Regions from separate parts of the Mus musculus genome. Here region 1 is linked to region 2. Evidence: chromatin contacts called from public HiChIP or PLAC-seq data. All regions are on one chromosome and are shown on one strand. Each heading gives the region's core, a stretch centred on a gene start, on an enhancer-like site or on the middle of the called end of the contact. The rest is flanking DNA. Distances are from core to core; before and after follow the strand shown.

Evidence for each region. HiChIP or PLAC-seq counts read pairs in DNA pulled down with a chosen protein or histone mark.
Region 1: a contact with region 2 is called in an H3K27ac HiChIP or PLAC-seq map of hepatocytes, with 2.7 times the contacts expected there. The contact joins two enhancer-like sites. A contact is called at or near these places in 5 of 484 Hi-C or Micro-C datasets (cortical neurons, embryonic fibroblasts, embryonic stem cells and 1 more), 5 of 115 datasets of contacts at active chromatin or transcription factors (cardiomyocytes, embryonic stem cells, fibro-adipogenic progenitors and 1 more) and 2 of 9 other capture datasets (adipose tissue and embryonic stem cells).

The regions. Positions count from the first base shown.
Region 1 is chr4:82,481,460-82,488,115 of GRCm38.p6, reverse strand. All of the region lies in intron 2 of Nfib (nuclear factor I/B), which reads left to right. It also overlaps 2310067E19Rik. Among named protein-coding and RNA genes, the nearest start is that of Nfib, 21 kb to the left of the region's middle. Within about 2 kb of position 1,730, at least 6 of the 459 cell types and tissues checked have an H3K27ac peak or open chromatin away from gene starts, as enhancers often do. A contact at or near this core is called in hepatocytes, where this site is marked.
Region 2 is chr4:82,362,175-82,368,552 of GRCm38.p6, reverse strand. The region is part of intron 3 of Nfib (nuclear factor I/B); the gene reads left to right. Among named protein-coding and RNA genes, the nearest start is that of Nfib, 140 kb to the left of the region's middle. Within about 2 kb of position 3,357, at least 30 of the 459 cell types and tissues checked have an H3K27ac peak or open chromatin away from gene starts, as enhancers often do. A contact at or near this core is called in hepatocytes, where this site is marked.

The DNA of each region.
Region 1 (6,656 bases), core at 481-2,980, 120 kb before region 2:
TGGTACCAAATGTGTTTCTTAATACCATCATCTTCAGGGTTAGGGTTTAAACAGGAGTTTTGGGGACACATAAACTGTACTGGTTTGTTTTCTGTTGCTGTGATGAGATCCCATGACCAAGCCACCTGGGGAAGAAAGGGTTTATCTCACCTTCTGTTTCCAGGTAACATTTCACCGCTGAAGGTAGTCAATCAAGGCAGGAACTAAAGCAGGAACAAATGGAGGGATGCTACTAACTGGCTTGCTTCTTTTCTGACTTCTGCTCAGTTAGCTTTCTTATCTAGCCCAGTCCCACCTGCATAGGGATGGTGCTGCACAGAGTGGACTGGGCTCTCTAATATCAGTTAACAGTCAAGAAAATGCTTCACAGACATGTGCAGACCAATGTGATAGAGATTGTCTCCAATTGAGGCTTCCTCTTCTCAGGTGACTCTGTCAAGGTGACACCAACTACTAAGCAGTATATAAGCATTTAGTCTCTTAAACATAGGACATGCCTATGATTAACACAGTTCTGCTCTTGCCTTTATGAGCTTTGTTACTTTGGTCAAGTCTTTTGATTTTTCTCTTTGATAAACTAGGATTTCTAATGACTATTTTAGGATTTGTGTAATCATGTAAGTAGAGCACTCATTTAATAGCCATTATTATTTTTTTAAATATTTTTTATTACATATTTTCCTCAATTATATTTCCAATGCTATCCCAAAAGTCCCCCATACCCTCCCCCCCACTTCCCTACCCACCCATTCCCATTTTTTTGGCCCTGGCGTTCCCCTGTACTGGGGCATATACAGTTTGCGTGTCCAATGGGCCTCTCTTTCCAGTGATGGCCGACTATTATATAAAGGAATATAGTGTATAGACTACCTGAGCATGGAGGGAAGGAATATGTGAATATTTAAACAAGTACTCATCACTGTGTTAGTAGCTATCTCCAGCAAAAATAAAACATCCTAAAGAGAGAGGATGGGGGAAGCAATGTTCCAGCAATACGCCCGTGTATGGGTCCTTGCTAGTAAGAACTTTGAAGGTAGGCATATACAGTTAGCTGATCCTATAAGGTTTTGAAATACACTTAAATTACTGTATCATTTCAGGAGTCCTCAGATTTTCTTGAGTTTCCTTAATGCATCTAGGAATATTTTAGGGAAAGGAGTAAAATCATTTTCTTTGTGGCTTCCTGAATCAAAAGCTTGACCCGTGTTTGATAAAGAGTGTCCTAGTCAAACCTTGAAGTGAACTTGTTACCCTGCTGTGGAACGTGGATCTCTCCTGTGTATCAAGATGAAGTCACCCACACTTGGAAGAGCTTCGTTTACATTGTAGATTGGGTTGGACAGAAGTGTGGATATGACAAGGCTGAACGGCTAGTTAAAATGAGCGAGCTGCTGGTCTTGAGACTCTCAGTCAGAAAGGTCCCGTGACCCTTAGTTGGGTCAGAGCCTCAGACAGTTTAATTGCTTACGTGGATTGTTTTGATTCTATTGCCGGCTGACTCTTCAAGTCAGCCTTCCTACTCCTCCTTTTTGTGGCTTTCCGAAAATTAATTAAATGACCTCTAGAGGGAAGAACTTAGTATTTATTGCTTAGAGCAATTTCACTTTTACTAAGAGCAACTGGAAGTCAAAGGAGAAATGGTTAAAACATTGGCTTCTCCCCACCATGAGGGATCAGCGTTTGACTTAGGTGACTCTGGTTCGTTGGCTCCCCATGGGCGTGGAGCTAAATTGGTATGCCAGATTCCTGGGCAACGGGATGATCCTGCTCTCTGTGGCCAGTGGACTGTTCCTCTCACTCACTTTGCAGAGCAGTTTGGAAACTGTGGAGATTAAGAGGGAAGTATCTTAAATTATATGTTAGGCTGATGGTATGTGCAGAAGAAACATATTCCTACATGAAGGGCTTGACCATGGTGTTTATCATAGACCTAATGGCTCTAGTCAGGGCTCAGAAGGAGAAGTTGTTCCACACTTGTCTAGTAGTTAAAGGGTAACTAGGGTGTGCACATCAGAACATTGATCGGCTTGCTTGGATTCTGGTCCAGAAGTGCTAATGATCTGTGCTGTGCCTTTTCTTTTTGAGAAGAGACTGGCATTCAGTTGCTGTTCACAGGATACAGAGAGATCTATAAAAGTGAGTTCCTAGAACACAGTGTATCCTCAAGTTTTCAACACTCAAATCGGATTGCTGCTGATAACATTTGTAACATTTGTTACTGTGTCTTCCCAATGCTCTTGAAGAGCTTTGTGTACACTTCTAATAGAAGTTAATGAGATGCTACAATGAGAACATCCACATGGATCCTAAACACTGGCTGTGTTCTGTAGCTTCTCAGAGTTGCTGCAGTGTCTCTTTTATTCCTACCACGTCAAGCATCATGTTGCAGGGTATGACCTGTAGTTATCATGTGCAATTTTGGTTCCATTTATAGTCTCCAAATAAGGGAAAAGCAGCTTATAGTAATATGAGGATCACTGGTCTTACAATAATTAAATAGACTTGTTATACGGCATTAATCCCGTTTGGAACAGTTGGAATGACTTCTCAGTACTAACAAACACAGCATTAGGGCTCACAGTTAATCTGCTTTTTGTATCCAACATTCGTATAATATAAAACATGTGTATGGAGAAACATATTTTAGATTTAAGATGAGTTCATGGGAGGACAAAATGAAATTGTATTAGATTCTAGCAATATGAACACAGTTCCAAATACTGATAAAATCTGGAATTCATTTAGAATGAGAGTAGGTAGAAAAATATTTTTAGCAACTTGCAAGTTTTCTTTGCTGAATACCGTGTTTGTATTCTTAGAATTGGATTTTTTTTTGCTGAGATCCATGTGTGGTAGATGTATGAGACATACATGTAATGTGAACAGAAACCTTTATGCAGCTATTGATGCCTTGTAAGTTGTGGTTATGGTATCTGTCATTGGTACAACCTCTGGTCTGTCCTTGAGAGCTGAAGCAGACTCAGTTTTAAAGTCTGGTCCGATCTGCTTCTGTAGGTCATGGGAATGGTGCTAGTGAAAGATTTATCTTTCATTCACTGTTCAAAGAACATCATTACGGTTTTGTTGAAAGGGCTCCTGGGTTAGGATTATGTTTATGTCTCCTGTGGTACAAGCCCCATGAGGCAGGGTTTTCTCATCAGTGTAGACTTCCTTACTGTCCTTGAATGTTCCACACTTGGGATGTGAGTTCATCTTTGGTGCTCTAGTTCCAGGAAACGAATCTCAGGAAGGATGAAGTATTGGTCCATCATAGGACAGATTGCATCGCCTGTGCAGAGGAGTGTGGAAAATCCTGTGATTACTGAGTGGGGTACAGCCATTTTATGTCACGTGCCTGGGACCAGCTACCACATTGTCAGGGAAAAACACGATGTAGCAACAGTATTAGATCATGCAAATGAGACTACTGAATAGTAATAGTTATGGGCAATATTTTGGAAAACACTGATTAGTGACAGTTTTATTACAGCAAATGTATGTATCAAGTCCCCAGATTTCATTGTAACGCACTGAAAACAGATGTCAAAGTGTCCCAAACAGAATTTCATGGTTAATCTACATATTGCATGGAAAGTGCAAACAAACCATTTAGAATTCTGTTATTTAATCCTTTTAGAAGGAACGAAAATAGACAATTTAGGTTTTCTTCCTTCTTTCTTTTAATTTCAGTTTTTGTTTTCTAGGGACTGAGGATAAATTATTTTTCTGTTTGTTTTTTTTTTAAAGATGCATATGGGAGGAGATATGTTTGCCTATGGATGTGATTTTACGTAGTGTACTTTAAACTGTAACTTTCTGAGCATAAGGTCTTTGTACTATAGAAAGGAAAAATTAGGTGCTAAATTATTTAGTGACCTGGCAGTGGAATTACTTTCTTGTATTTCTTTGTTTACTGGCAGATTTCATTCTGGGCCACACAACGATGCAGCTGAAATGAAAGAGAAAGCAGTTAGTGACTACTTCTGTCATGTCTCTGGGGGACTTTGTCTCTCAGGGACTCAGTTTCTAGAGGACTTCTCTAAGACCTCTTAACTCTGGCATCTTAGGAATTTGGCCTCTGGTTAGTTTGGCCAAGGGGCAGGGCAGTCTCCACCATGATAACCAGCTCTGAAAGAGTTGATACCCTTGCTAAATTGGAGTTTTAATATGTTTTATTTATTATTGAGTATTATGTAACATTTCTATGTGGTTAATTCAAAGTCCAATAAGCAGATGGTTTAGGTCGGTCTATACTTAAAAATAAAAAAAAGGTTACTCTTGGAGTAGCCTTTATTTGGTAGGATTTTAGTGCAGAGGGGCGGGGTGTGTGTGTGTGGGGAGGTCTCAAGAGATTACAGTTCGGAATATTGTGCTTAAGAGACCCAAGCCTCTTTGGTTGTTTATGTTAGTCTGACTGCTACAGAGGCAGAATAAGCATAGCTAATAAGAAGTATGAGTTTATGAAAACACCAGCCACACTTTTTAAAAGAAGCACAGACAAAAGTCACAACACATCGACTGTTCTCATTTTCACTTTCGTGAAATAAATTGACTCAAGGGTCTTCTGTTTTCTCTCTGCTGTCTCTTCTTAGGAAGTGCTGTAAGGAAGTCAGGCCGCAGCCATGTTTTTCAGGGGAAGCTGCCTTTCCATTCTCAGTGGTTGGCAAACACTCCCTTAAAGTTACAGACAGCTAGCTAATATCACGGAGATGCTAACAGTCGGGAAACAGAAAAGAATCTACTAAAAATGCATCGTTAAGGTTAAGCTTCCAGCAAGATATGACTTGATGTATTTGGATAAGTGTTTGAAATTGGTTTAAGAAAAAAAAGTAAGTTGAGAGTTTCATATTTTAAGAAAAACAGGAGCTGTCTTGAGGAGTTGGTGTGCAGGTTGCTTCTGAATCCCGGCGACTTTCAGATTAGTTTGATAATTACTCTCTCCATTCCCTCTGGGCCATGTACATCTTTTATCTCAGTTATATATTTTTTTTAAAGTTTAAGACAAACATAATATAACTGCTCTTATCTAAGAAATGCTTCTAAGGCTTCTGTCTCAGTTCAGTTTTTAGAAAACGAAACACTAGGTTCAATGTCAAAGGACCCTTCAATGGATATTTTAAGGTAAGAGTCTTTTTTAGTATGGGAAAGATGGCTCTTGAGTTCACGTTTCACATGTTATCTTGTCCCCTGGAGTATGGCGAACACTGGACTGAAGAGGAGGCAGGCATGGTTAAAAAAAATTAAATACATGTTAAATACACATTCTTCCAAAAAGTTCATTTCTAGCTTGATGGTCATGAAACAAGTTTTAAGGTATGTTTCTCAGGCACAGTTGTAGATAGATAAATGCATGAATAAAGTTGGATAAGAGTGTAAGGCAAAGCCATGGCCATGATGTGGGAGTGTCCCAGGAAGCAACGGCATTTATTTAACGAGCAAATGCATGTAAATGTAGACTGTGTATAGAATAACAGGAGAATTACATGTGGTTATTGAAGTGGTGAAAGGGAGAACCTTCAAATTGGGTAAATTGTATACCGGGATTTGCTGTCTTTATTTTCTTCTATCTATTGATTGGTCAGTGTTTCAAACTGTCATTCTACGTATACATACTATAAGTTTTCAGAATGAGCAAAATGAAACCAAATGGTGTGCCCATGCCAGTCACTGAGCGTATTCTTGATCATGCCATGGGTCTGAATGATGGTTTTATTGTTCACCATGTGGTTGGGTCCATTAGTTTTATTTGCTAAGCTTTGGTTTTCTGAGCTCTGGAGTGGTATTGCTGGTCTACTCAGCAGTTCTGAGATCAAATCAGAAAATGCCTGTAAAGTGCTTAGCACCACGCCTCTCACACTGCAGGTGCTTGATAAGGCATAAGGCATTTACCTTCAGCTGGGTATAGTGCAAACCCAGCTCTCAGGAGGCTGAGACAGGTGGCTGTCTGTGAGTTCCAGCAAGCCAGGGCTACAGAGTGAAACTATCTTAAAAAACAAACAAGCCAACAAACAGACAAAGAGACAACTCATCCCAAATCTAAAATCATTACCAGTATACTCTGATACTAACCAGCTCACACAATGTGGACATATAGTAGCTCTTCAATATTTATTCTATAGGAGAGTGCTCCCGACCTTTCTCTGAGGAGCCTAGAAGATGAAGTGTCCCCTTCGCGGGGGGTAGAATATTAATTTGAGGACAGTTAATAAAGTGAGAAGAAAAAACTCTGAAGTTCGCAGTTTTTCAAATATTGTAATTATGGCGAGAATTCTGGCAGATAGTATGGTTGCTGTGTGATTTCTGAAGACTTCATCCCTCCTGTGCATGGCAGAGAACTACAAAAGGTTACCATCCTCATGCCAGCATCTGTAGGTAACTTACAAGCATAGCCTTCCCTAGGAGCATAAAGACATGCTGGATACCAGTAACATTTCTTATTAGAATCCAATATACATAGCTATTACTCATTATTCCTAAATCCCTTTAATTTAGGTTATAAGAAAATTGCTGACATAAAAGGATTTGGAAACAACACTGAACATACCCATTGTTACCTAACAGCAAGTACTTGGGACAATGGTATTTATTTACATCAGAAACAAGACTTTATGTGTTCATACACTTTACTAATGATATGCACATATATAGTGCTTACA
Region 2 (6,378 bases), core at 2,108-4,607:
GGTAAAGCAGTAAGTTCGCATCACCACAGGGCCATCTCACCCCCTCCTTCTCTTTTTAAATGGATTTTTCTATGCAATTTGGATTTTGACTTTAGTTTCATTATTTTAAGATCATCCGTTCTTTATCCTCCTCAGCCTCACCATCAAAGTCATTAGCAGACGAATGGTGGAGTATCTGTATTCCTATGCAGTAGAGCTGGCTCGAGCATCAAAGTCATTAGCAGACGAATGGTGGAGTATCTGTATCCTATGCAGTGGAGCTGGCTCGAGCTGGGCACTGGCTCTGTGTTGCACAAGTGGCTTTGTCTTCACCCTGCCATTGTATCTTTCCCCAAGGTTCAGTAAGAACATCCAGAAACTCTACTTAAGTCCACGACAGTTTTGTTTTTCCCCTCAGATGGATTTGATGTTTGGATGGTAAAGAGTGTTCTTGCTCTCTTTCTTTTTGTTGCTTTCAATGTAGTTTGTAAGTTCTCTTTGGGTTTTCTGTGTAGTTCATTGTTTATTAATTCCAAAGTATTTCACAAGAGTTACTCATTTCTTTTCTATTGTCAATATTGTTTCTCAAAGATGAAACAGTCTGACCTAGAGAAGCCTCCACTTTTAAGGATTTGCTCAAGTTACCTCTGTAGTAGAGGATGTGATCAACTTGTTTGAAAGCTCCAAGGGTATGGCAATACAGAACAATTTGCATACATTTGCATGATATAGTTTGGTTAATAGATATGCTAGTTTCTGGAAGAGCTGTACTAACTCTTCCAGTATTGTTGTACTTATGTGGAGTTTGTGAATTACTTATACTGTTCTACTTATTAACATATTTTATGCCTTCTATTTTGCTTTGTACTTAGTACAAGTTTCTCCATTTCTTTTAATACCTCAATCACATTCCTCTTCTGTTTTCTGTTAACTTTATATTAAATATCTACTACTATTTCTCTCTCTTTCTCTCTGTCTCTGTCTGTCTGTCTGACTGTCTCTCTGTCTCTCTGTGTGTACCTGTGCTTCACACTATCACATGTGCATGGGACTTGCTTTTGCACAGATTTCCTCTGTGCTCAGAGAAGAAAAATGTGGAGTAGAGAACCTGCTTTAGTGTGTCACATAAGTGACCAGAGCCACGGCTACTGAACTAAGTTCCTTTGCTTTAGAGGGAGATCTATCTTCCACTTCCACAGACGAAAGAGAAGGAACATATACACTGTGCTACACTATGCAGAGCAAGTGCTCATTAGTTACTATAAAATACCTCTTCTCAAAAAGTGAAGAATTTCCTAGAGTGAATATAAAATTGTATATTTGTGATCTGACTTCTTAATTCAGTCACTACTCAGAATTGATATTGAAGGATAATCTTAATTCTAAATTAATGTTAGCAGGACAGGAACATAGCTTGGTGGCACACTTTTGTACCATACATGCAGCCCTATTGATTCTCTGATACCACACAAAAAAAAATTAAGATCAGAATTTTAGGATATGAATCTTGACTATAGACTGAGACTGAATCCTAATTCAAAAAAAGCATCTTTGTAAAGATTTATGTCTCCAGTCACTAAACACTGTTCCCAACATTTGCCTTGGAAAGTTCAAGGCAGTTGACAAGATAGGGCTCTATCATATATAATTTTGAATATAGAAACTATCTCAGAAGTAGAAAACAAGTCAGTTTTCCACACAGTTTTGTCTGAGAAACAGACACAGGCTAGAAGATGATTTCATCAGGGAGTTTCCCCTAAACCTTTAGGAAGGTCTCTCAAGCCAGGCCTCAAGCCAGGCGTTGTTTTGTCTTCCGATCCGTTTTGTGATTCGTCCCCATCACTCTGGTATGATAATTTCACAGGAACAAAGTTGCCACAGTACTCCTCCAAACACACATAGAAAACTCAGAGGGAACTGGTTTATCATTAAGTGGACAGAACTGTCTTCCTTGATGAACATGGATCATAATTCTAATACTGTAGAGCATCTGCGAATGATGGAAGGGACCATTGTTGTCTCATAGCAGTTTGATAAGCCAAAGGCCATTGTATTCAGAGAAAAATATTAAGTGGGGAAGATTAGTAAGGCTTTATTCAAATGACAAGAAAAATATTCACAAAAATGTCTTTCACTACAATAGTTTAGAAGTAATATTCAGCATAAATGTTCCTGTTAGTACACTCCTGGTTTACATACTTTTAGTGTTTGACTTTATTCTGGATTATATTCCTTTTGTTTTTCCAAAAGCTCTATTTTCAAAGTTCTTGACAAAGAAATAATACATATGTATCTGTTGTCCCACTGACCCCGGAAAATAAATCCAGTTTTTCTAATGAAGTAGATGGAAATTACAGTATCCCTTCTGAGATGTCTTGCTCAGATCAACTTGCCACAGTTAACGACAAGCCGTTTCTAGTGAGCCACACGAGGTGCTGGGGTGGCAAACTTGCAGTGTGCCCGGGGGGAATCTAACTGGCAGAAACCTTCATAGAGAGCAGCCGGGTAGTTTTGAGCAAGAGCTTTGGGAGAGCATATTCTTTGACCTGGTAAGCCATCTTCTGAGAACTCCAGCCAAAGGGAATCATGGGAATTGCTGACAAAGATTTGTGCGTGAGGATCTTAGTGGTGGTGCTCTTTATAGTATTTGTTAAAAATGGGAAATAAGCTGGGCTATGGTGGCGCACACCTTTGATCCCAGCACTTGGGAGGCAGAGACAAGCGGATTTCTGAGTTTGAGGCCAGCCTGGTCTACAGAGTGAGTTCCAGGACAGCCAAGGCTACACAGAGAAACCCTGTCTCGAAAACCAAAAAAAAAAAAAAAAAAAAAAAAAAAGGGAACCTAAAATGCCAAACAGTAAGAGAATGACCAAGAGAATGGTCATATCAAGTATGCAGTGTCGTCATAGAAACCGTGCTTCTGGAACAGGAAAGGATAGGACATCAAAAGGAAAATTTTAGCATATGGATATGTTTAAATAAATTTTGTTTTAATTTTTATAAAACCACATAATTATATGTATTAGACATGCAGGAGAAAGTTTTATGAACTGGAAGGAAATACTAAAAATATACCCAGCACTGTCCAAGTCTGTAAATACCGGAGATTTTTCTTTTAACACTAGATTTTTGCTTCGGGGACTTGCATTTTTTATTAAAAGACAAACTATTTCTAGATGTTAGAATGTTTTTGTGGCTGTCATTGAGACTCAGATCTACTTCTGGATTCAACCATAGATGTTTCTGATCAGTTTGATGAGGCAGAGTAGAGCTGTGTACATAACACCTCTACCAGAAAAGCAGCAGTGCCTTAGTTGTGGTCTGTGGTGCTGAGAGACCTGTGAGGTCATTTCCCCACATCCCCTTGGCTCCCATAAATGAGGAGTTGCGTCATCTTCTTCTGTTGATGGAAACAAACTGTTGGAATCAAAGGCTAGATGACACCTGTCCTTTGAAAGCACAGTGTGAGAAAAGTTAACATGGGGGAGTAAACCTGGAATCTGAGGGATTCAAAGGGCTTTTTAGTAAGAAGATATTGTTCTTGTTTCTGCTGGTGCTTTTATTTTTAACCCAGCATGAGAATTCTCATGTCCAGTGGAGGGGCTTGGACACAACACAACTCTCTAGAGTCAGAGAGTTCCTTATCTCTAAGACGGCACCATCGTTGTCATGGCCCTTACCAAGCTGTGGCCGTGAAGGTTTTTGCACATTCACTGGGCATGTGCTGGTTAAGCTTAACATTGCAGTCTCACATTGCTTTTTAGGACTTTTCTCATTGGATGGTAAATCTGTTGATGGAGCCAGGAAACAGTTCCTGGAATTATTCAGCATAAGTTTAATCTACCATCTACATTAACTGCCTTCAAATACTTGAAGACGGCTCTCATGAATTTAATAACTGCTTTCCCTGTGGTTTGGGTTTTTTTTTTTTTAATTTCAAGAATAGAACACAGTAGACCATAAAAATGAGTGTTATCATTCTTCCCTTAGATTTTCTATGTAAATGTTGCTTAACATTTAAATGGTGCTGATTATAATTTGAGATATTAACAGATATGCCATTGTGTCCCTTCTGTTATTGTCTGTAAAGGAGGTTAAACACTATATTAACTTCTGAGTAGTGATTTACTGTTGTTTTGTCAGAGAAAAATAAAAAAGAAGTAAAATAATGTAATTTGATATTGCCTTTGAGACTCTTATGTTTGTGGAGCTCTTTATTTCCCGACTCAATTCTTTTTTTCTTAAAGAGCATAGATGTATGTAAACACAGCATCACACAAATGCGGAGTTGTTCTTTCTTCCTGGCTTATGCTGTTGTGTAATATTGCTCTATAACCATTAAGCAGCTGCTCTGCCTCAAAGATGGGCACATTTCCTTTGGTCCATGAAGGGAATTTACTCGGGAATCTCTCCAAATTACTTGAAGATATCTGGCCTTTGCATGAGCTGTTGAGATTTACAATAGACCACGTTCCGTGTGAGACTGTGTTTCTCTAAGTCTCCGTAGCCTGGAGGCTACCATAGGTTTTATGGCCTCAGCAGTACCCTGGCGTTTTGCTGATTCTCTGACTCTATATTATTGCAGGGTTCTAGGCCCACTGAGAGAAAGATCCTTCCCAGTTACTTGCCCAAGTATTTGTCTTCTGACTGCTGGGGCAGGCACTTAGTTACCCAAGCGCTGGGCTGTTTCTTCCTCTCGGTGTCTGACTTAGATGACTCTTGTTCATCGAAAAGGTTGTGCTGTGTATAAAGACACATGAAATGCCACCACCGTTGCCTGCTTCCCACCCACCACCAGCCTTTGGGCTTAGGGACAGTAGGCATTATTACGGCTGCTTGCCAGTGTTCCCTTCATCAGATCTCTTGATGTGCTATGCAGCAACAGAGCTCAGTGGATGCTAAGGGGTTGCATTTTATCATCTGGGTTCTGATATATTTCCATTATTTTTCATAGTTTGGTAGAGGAAAAAAAAGCTTTCATTTTTACTTGTAGATTTCAAGTTCTCACCACCGAGGAATCCCCATCATCTCCTGTTTGACTGCCTAGCTTGCTGCAAAAAATCTGCCTGGAGGTGGTTCATTCCTCCCTTGTGATTAGGCTCAGGCTGTCCCCATACCACCTGTCTTAATCTGTGTGACTTAGGAACATGTAGAGCCATAACTACTCATAGTTACAATGAAAAGTTCAACTTAGGGTCAGACCTACTACATTCTGAGATGTGTATCACATGATATAACTCATGTAAATATGCTGAAATGTTCAACACTTATTCTCTTATTCATTTATTAGTTTGTGTGTGTGTGTGTGTGTGCGCGTGCGCGTGTGCGCACACACGTGCTGGATGAGATTCAGGTTGTCAGGCTTGGTGACAGGTGACTTTATCTACTTAGCCATTTAAGTGGCCCTCTTTCACACATCTATTTTTGCAAGCATTTTTATGTTCTTGTTTGAATCCTTTGGTTATTGATTGAACTATATGCCGAAGGTTACACATTAAGAAATACAACAGAGCCAGAACTATAATCTGACCTTAAGTGTTAGTTTCCTTTTTCCCAAAAGTCCAGCCTTTTTACACTCACATGTCATCTGCAAATGGATTGGGCCAGATTCATAGCTATGTTGGGACCCATGTGCTGCAGAATAGACAGACATGCCTACAACAAACCCCTCAACAAACAAGTTCATGGGAGGGATGGAGCCAGCAGAGGTACCCATCGATTTTGTGCCAACTATAGCTATCTTGTTATAAGATCACTAAGCTGTTAATTTAAGACCTTGGTTTTAAAAGCTGAATTTTAAAATACTGTCCTGGGTTCGTTTAGTAGTTACTCTATATATAGGGCAATGAGTCAGTTGCCCAGGGAGATATGCTGAAAAACAAAACCTTGTCACTCCCCTAAATAAAGGAACTGATAATCCAACAAAGAATTTAATACTTGAAAACAAATATCTTGGAAAATCTGAATGTGTAATGTGTAAAATCAGGACTAAGTAGGTGTGATGTGAGCAGAGAGGATCTGCATTATGTTTGCCAGCCAGGGTCAGAGGAAGCAGAGGATGGGGGTAGGGCAGAGAATGTCAGGGTGTGTTATCATTCAGCAGGACATGTAGAGTTGAAAGCAGCACGTAACAGGATGAGCTAGAGAGTAGGACAGTGATTGGCTGCAGAGATGTTAAATAACCGGTGCCCTTCTGCTTGACATATTAAATGCGTTCAAAGTCATCTTTAATAAGCTGGTCAACCAAACTACACAATCTGCAGTGGCCTGGAGCATTAAAACCTCTTGTTCCCATCCAGGAGAATGGTATCAATGCTACCCCCTTCTTTTTTCCTTTTTTTTTTTTTTTTTTTTTGCATTTATGACGTCTAACACCTTTTAGAGTTCTGGTTGGTTTCT